Regions from separate parts of the Mus musculus genome. Here region 1 is linked to region 2. The links are chromatin contacts, called in public HiChIP or PLAC-seq maps. All regions are on one chromosome and are shown on one strand. The core of a region is the stretch at or near the end of the contact, and the rest is flanking DNA. Distances in the headings are between cores, read along the strand shown.

Region 1 (3,722 bases), core at 474-2,973, 42 kb after region 2:
CTACACAGAGAAACCCTGTCTCAAAAACCAAATACATACATATATACATACATACATACATACATACATACATACATACATACAATTCAAAACAAGGTGGAGTTGTGACCAGTTTGACCATCTGGATTTGGAGTCATGCCCTGAAAATCTTCCTACCCACCCAAAATACCGGAATTGTGTGGAAGCGATCCTTTTCTTATGTTCATGCCTTGGCAAATAAGATTCTCTTTCTTATTTGAAACAAGGTCATACAGCATAGCCACGTCTGGCCTGGGACTCACTGTCTAGCTCAGTCTAGTCTCAGACTCATGGTAACGCTCTGGTCTTAGCCTTCTCAGTGTGAAGATGACTGCCATGAGCTCCCACATCCAGCTTAAGTGATAATGTTCTTTCAGATCGTGATGTGAGTTCCTCAGAAAACTGAAATCCTTCTTGACCTACGTCTCGTGTGTCACTCCCACAACTAGGGGGAAAGAACTCATATAATTGGCTACAGAAAGGCAGCATGTGTAAATTTTTTTCACATTGGTTGATTGGTGTGTGTGTGTGGGTGGGTGGGTGGGTGGGTGGGTAGGGGTGCTCGAGAGTGCCACGGCATTTGTGTAGAGATTAGAGAAAAACTAGCAAAAGTCAGTTCTCTCCTGGAATAATCTGTGTCCCAGGGATCAAACTCTGGTCAACAGGCTCGGCGACAAGTGCCCCTTCCCCCTGAGCATCTCCCCTGCCTCTGGATTATGCTTCCTTTGCTGAACTGTTAGCACTCACATCTGCTCCAAGCCTGGGACTATAGCGATGATTAACCAGGAAGACGGATGGAACAGAGGCCACCAGTCCCTGTGATTCATCTATCATTCCAGTATAAAAATGTCCTGATCTAGAATCTTCTTAGATCTCCTTTGGACACCCGCAGCTCACTGAATACTCTTAGTGCTATGTAAATAGTGTATGAAAATTGTCTATAGGCACAAGTGGGAGTAATGGGAGACTGGAAGAATAAAAGAGGTTAAGGGAAGTTAGGAGAGCCTGATTCCACCCCGGCAACGGGGTTATTAAGATGCTCTGAGATAAAGAATGGACACACCTTATCTGTTATCACACAACTCAAGTCTGTAAAGCACTTCCTAGACACACTGGGGCTGGAAACACCTCAGCACACAACGCAGGTCTGTAACACACTTTCTATAAGCATTCTTCCTATCCCCAAGAGGGACTTGCTTAACTTTTCTGTCCAAGTTCAAGTATCTTGTCAGAGGCTCAGGACACTGGACGGACCAAGCAGTCTCTCTCTCCCTCAGCTCTGGGTTTCCTTCCTGTGAGGCCAAAAAGCATTTTCTAAGTCTTTTTGTCTCCATAGTAAATACAAAGGCGTTCTCTAGGGCTCCAAATCCTTAACACCAACTCAGAAAAACGCAGCTAAACTCCAACAGACCAACCAGGCTAACCACCCGCCCCCAACACTGCCTACCCTCAAACCAAGTTTCCCTGCAGGCAAATCAGCCCAATGGGCAAACCATCCACTGCAGGACAACCTCACAGACACAGGCTTCAGTGGACCTAAATTCTAATTTCAGGATCTGACTCTAAAACTGATTTAAAAACCTATTCCCTCTCCCCGAGGTACCTGGCCAAGCAATCCAGTTGCCTTCGAAGGAAAAGTCGTCTTAAAAGTAATTTTCTTTCTTTCTTAATCCAAACTTCTTTGTCCATGAGAGACAACTGTAGAAAAAAGGAAGTGCCTGGTGGGTTCTTCTCTTGCTTAAGAACCATAATAATCGGGGTATTTACATAATTACGTAGCAAGAAAAAGGAGTGACTGAGTAGCCAGGAAGTAGGGACTTTGAACTTAGGCACTCTTTGCTTCCTGGTTATTCATGTGGTAAAGAGTTAACAACTGGGGCTGGAAGATGGCTCAGCCTTTAAGAGCACTGACTGCTCTTCCAGAGGTCCTGAGTTCAATTCCCAGTAACCACATGGTGTCTCACATCCATCTGTAATGGTATCTGATGCCCTCTTCTGGTGTGTCTGAAGACAGCAACAGTGTACTCATATACATTAAAAAAAAAATGAATAAATAAATCTTTAAAAGGTATGTTGCATTTAAAAAAAAAAAAAAAGAGTTAACAACTGTTTATTTCTCCAAGCAAAGGGAATGAGAAAGCTTTGAATGACAAGGCCCAGGAAGACAGGGTACTCAAAGTTCAAAAGCAGCAACTGTTCCATGAAGGTTGTGTGTGTGCGTGTGCGTGTGTGCGTGTGTGTGTGTGTGTGTGTGTGTGTGTGTGTGTTATTCTGTTTTGTTTTGTTTTGGGACAGACTCTTTTTACGTACCCTTGGCTACCCTGGTACTCCCAGTATAGATCAGGCTACCTTGAACCCCACAGAGACCCACCTGACTCTGCCTCCTGAGTGCTTAGATTAAAGGCACATCACTACTTAGTTTCAGGAAGCTTTTATATTAACAGGACAACAACAACAAAAAAGTCATCAATCAACATAATTTCAAATACATTGGTGGAAACATTGGGTAGGCAGGTTGTAGCAAAGAAAAGAAAGCCTTGGTAAAGACTCCAGATCTGAGGCCATCTTGAGCCATCTGGGTTGTTATGAGCTGGTACCCAGCTTTGTTAATAAATCCCACAGGTTTTTGCCCGATAGGTCAGACACAGAAGTGGATAATAAAGAAGTTCAAAGGGGCTGGAGAGATGGCTCAGTGGTTAAGAGCACTGACTGCTCTGCTAGAGGTCCTGAGTTCAATTCCCAGTAACCATATGGTGGCTCACAACCATCTGTAATGAGATCCGATGCTCTCTTCTAGTGTGTCTCTGAAGGCAGCTGCAGTGTACTCATGTAAATAAAAATCTTTAAAAAAAAAGTTCTAATCAGTTGATCAGCTTCTGTCTGGACTCTTAATTCTGGTATTTTAGACACTCAGTATGGTTTTTGCATGTCTTGTCTTATCTTGGACTTCTGATCCTCCTGCCTCTGCCTTCTAAGAAGATTGTGGGCATGAGCCACTATGCCTCACTCGGTTTTTTCATAATGAATGGGGATTAAGAGGTGGACAGAGAAAAGATGGAAAGTGAAATGTTCTGGTTTGGTTGGTTCAAGCATACTGTCACTGAGGACAGAGGCAAACAAACTTATCTCTGTACCTTGGTTTCCAGCAAAGCTGTACTCTCAGTCACTGGGGTCGGGGCAAGTTAGCCCAGGCTAGTCAGGTGTCCACACGATTGATAATGCATGAGACTCTTCTGAACTCACAAAGCCAGGGACTTGAGCGGACATACACATACTCAGCATCCCCGAATATACTAGAAAGCTAAGACATACTCAGCTTGAAACAGAGAGGCCTCGCTGCTCTCTGTCAACAGTGCTCTCTGTCAACTCTTTCCTCTGTCTTTGCACAAATTGCTGGAGACTGTTTTAATTTTTGTTGTAGGTTTTTTTTTGTTGTTGTTTAATGTTACACAACTACTTGTTTTAAAAAGAACATTCTAAGCCAGGCATTCTAGAAAAATGAGGCAAGCAGATCTCTGTGAGTTCAAAGCCAGCCTGGTGTACATAGTGATTTCCAAGACAGGAGAACTACATAATGGAGAGATCTTGTCTCAGAAACAAACAGACAAACAAAACAACCCCCCCCCCATATTCTGACATATTAACCTATTCTGACATATTAATTTAGCTGGCCATGTATGTCCAATGTGAGTACCCATACATCA
Region 2 (3,347 bases), core at 485-2,984:
TTAATGCAAGAATTACTGAGTGCAAAATGGCTGGAAACACAGAAAGTGCTTTGTCTCCTGTCAGGTTATCAGTTGAAGTCTCTGCGTTAAGTCTGCCGTCTTTCTGGTGTCAGGTACAGGAAGAGTCGAGGAAGGCTCATCTGTCTTATCACCTCTCCTCACACTCCTCTGATTATTATTTTTCCACTAAAGCTTGACAGGAAAGAGTTCTAAAAGCTGACTCTGGAGTGCCGACGTTCCCCCTGCCCCAGCCCCCTACACACACACACACACACACACACACACACACACACACCAGGTGCTCTCTTGACAGTAGCAGCTGTTGTTTTCTAGAGTTGTTTTTGATAATTTTTGGCAGAGTGTTAAGTTGTAAGTTGACATTTAAGATTGTGAACTGTTTCCTTGCAGTAACTACTTTGCCGTGGACACTGCGTCAGCCATTGCCATTGCCCTGATGACGTTTGGCACCATGTACCCCATGAGTGTGTACAGTGGGAAAGTGCTCCTCCAGGTGAGGCTCTTGTGATCACCGAGTCTGCTGGTCTAACGTGAGCCGGGTTTCCGTCCCAGCATGCTGTGTCTTCCAGCAGATAAAGCGCGCCCTTAGCAGTGAAGTCAGACAGTGTTCTCTGAGCTCACTTAGCAGAAATGGGTTGGAATTTTATTGCCATGTGATAATTTAGGCTTATACTCGTATATGTTCCTGTTACATGCAATCATAAATTTATATTTGTTTGTTCTAGTCATGTTTTAAATGGAAATAATGCTATGTAACTTTTTTTTGGATATTTCATTTCTTTGGGTAAATACGCTCTGGTCTGTTTTCTATTGCTTTTTCCCCTGTCATTGATCATCGTAGTGACAATAAGGGTATTAAAGTAATATAAACAGGGTTTCCAGAATTAGGTGCGTGTACATCCTGCTCTTAGTAATAAAGACAAGGTAATCCTTTTTGTTTTGTTTTGTTTTGTTTTGTTTTTCGAGACAGGGTTTCTCTGTCTCTGTGTAACCTTGGCTGTCCTGGAACTCACTCTGTAGACCAGGCTGGCCTCAAACCCAGAAACCTGCCTGCCTCTGCCTCCCAAGTGCTGGGATTAAAGGCGTACGCCACCACCGCCCAGCCTGACAACATAGTCCTTATGTAGTACTATACACTAAATGAAATGTTGCTTTTCTATTTCTTATATACTTTTTGTTTAATTTGTTGGTTGGTTCTTTTTTACTTCATTTTATTTATTTTTTTATTTCACTTTCTTTATTCATTTATTTATCTTTTTTCTTTTTGAGACAGTGTTTCACTGTGTAGTCCAGGCTGGCCTCTTCTCTCCCACAATGGTGCTAGCATTAAAACTGTAAGCCCCCTTGCCCGGCCTGCTATTTTATTATATGTGTGTGTGCTTGAGTGTCTGTATGTGTGCCTTGTGCAGGGAGAGTTCTCGGGTGTCAGGAGAGAACTCAGATATCCTGGAACTGGAATTATAGACAGTTGTGAGTCTCTGTGTGGATGCTGGGTACCAAACTCTGCTCCTCTACAGAGGCAGTAAGCATTCTTTTTTTGTTGTTGGCTTTCGATTTTTTTTTGAGACATGCTTTCATCATTGCCTTCACTGTCCTGGAATTCACTGTGTGGATCAGGCTGGCCTCGAAGTCACAGAATTCCTCCTAAAGGTGTGTCTCACCACCACAGAAAGCACATGCTTAACCGCTGAGCCATCCGTCCCTCAGCCCTGTGCTGGTTGGATCCGTTGGTCTTTGTGGATTCTAGAGAAATGGAGCAGCTTCTCTGTGGGTGTGATGTACTCCTCCCTGGGAGCCCCTCCCGCTCTCGCTGGCTTTCTCCTTAATGTGTTTTTGTTCCTGACAGAAACCACCTAGGAAAGCTAAAAGCACACAAGTGAGTTCTCTGGAGATGACCCACCCACTGTTTTACATAACCTGCTTTGGGTGAGCGCTAAGAATGCAAGGTCCCTAGAGACTTCATGCCAGGATGGCTTCTTGCTGCTGATGTGCCTTTCCTGTCACTATTACATAGCCTAGTGATTCCTGGATGTCAGCCCACCCTATTTATTGGGCAAATTTCACGCAGATCAACATGCATATGAACTTTCATGAATTAATGCTATTTAGATGAATTAATGACTTTATGGAATTCCTGATTTGATTCAAATAATTTTAGGAAAAAAATTTAAGGAGATAGTTTTAGTTGTTTTGCCAGAAAGATGTAATAAAGTTAGAATCCAGAAGAGAATATGTGCCCTCCTTAGAATAGTAAGCAAAGGTTGCATACTTTTGGGATACGATGACCCTTCATAATTACACAAAGAAGAGAAATTGTCTTGGGATAAATTTGTAATCAAGAAAAAACAGTCATTCTAGGTCAGGTCCAAGGATGAGGCTGTACAGGTGTGCACTATGATAAAGCCAGGCCATGGGAAACTGATTCTTTGGACTTAAAATGAGCTTACAGAATGAACCACTGCTTTGAACTTACTATCAATGTCCTTCCATAACTCCTCCTTTGTGTGACATTTTATCTATGAGATAATTGTCTAAAGAGCTTTTGTCTAAGAAGGTATAAAAAGGCCAGAACAAATAAGGTGGCAGCTTGGGGGGCTCTGCCCGGTCCATCCAAATGTATATATGTGTATGTCTGTTTGTCTATGTGTATGTATGTACACACATGTGTAGTTATATGTGTTATATATGTGTATGTATGTACACACATGTGTAGTTATATGTGTTATATATGTGTATGTATATACACACATGTGTAGTTATATGTGTATGTATGCGAGTATGCATGAACACTTGTGGAATTAATGAAACATGTAGTTGGGCCTGGCCAAAGTGTATGTGTGTGTGTCTGTCTGTGCGTATTGTCTGTGTAAATTATTTTCTTTCTTTTCTGTCTGGTTTTTAAAGAATACACCAGTTCCAAGCCTCTCTCCTGGCCAGAGAGAGGTCCTTGAGCCAGAAAGAAAAGAGCCCTAGCAACTAAACTTTTTCTTTCCCTTCTTCATCCCCTGTTGCTGCCAGCAGGAGTTTATTACCAGAAACCAGCAGCATCCCGCCACGGAATAGTCAGAAACCAGCACTTATTAGCACAAAATAGTAAGATCGAGTTGCAAGGTCAGAGATCATCAGTCTTTGACCTTCGTCTGAAGCTGAGACCCACCTCCTGCCATTCATTCTAAAGGCCAGGGCAGGCTCCTGGCATGCTCAAAAACAAAAACAAACAAAATGTGTGTGGGCCATTAGTGATGTAATTAGGCCAGTGAGACCTCTGTCTGTCAAAAGCCAAGGCTGGTTTGACATCCATTTGTGGGTGTTAGGGGGACATCAGAACC

The links. HiChIP or PLAC-seq counts read pairs in DNA pulled down with a chosen protein or histone mark.
Region 1: a contact with region 2 is called in an H3K27ac HiChIP or PLAC-seq map of embryonic stem cells, with 25 read pairs. The contact joins the promoter of Nlrc4 here to the enhancer-like site in region 2. A contact is called at or near these places in 1 of 39 promoter capture datasets (macrophages), 1 of 484 Hi-C or Micro-C datasets (bone marrow-derived macrophages), 4 of 115 datasets of contacts at active chromatin or transcription factors (the HPC-7 cell line, bone marrow-derived macrophages and embryonic stem cells) and 3 of 9 other capture datasets (adipose tissue, liver and pancreatic islet).

What each region holds. Positions count from the first base shown.
Region 1 is chr17:74,457,385-74,461,106 of GRCm38.p6, forward strand. It overlaps Nlrc4 (NLR family, CARD domain containing 4), which reads right to left and starts at 1,724. Exons shown (of 9, transcript NM_001033367.3): 1 at 1,622-1,724.
Region 2 is chr17:74,415,212-74,418,558 of GRCm38.p6, forward strand. Slc30a6 (solute carrier family 30 (zinc transporter), member 6) reads left to right here. Exons shown (of 14, transcript NM_144798.6): 11 at 409-511. Among named protein-coding and RNA genes, the nearest start is that of Slc30a6, 21 kb to the left of the region's middle. Within about 2 kb of position 1,735, at least 30 of the 459 cell types and tissues checked have an H3K27ac peak or open chromatin away from gene starts, as enhancers often do. A contact at or near this core is called in embryonic stem cells, where this site is marked.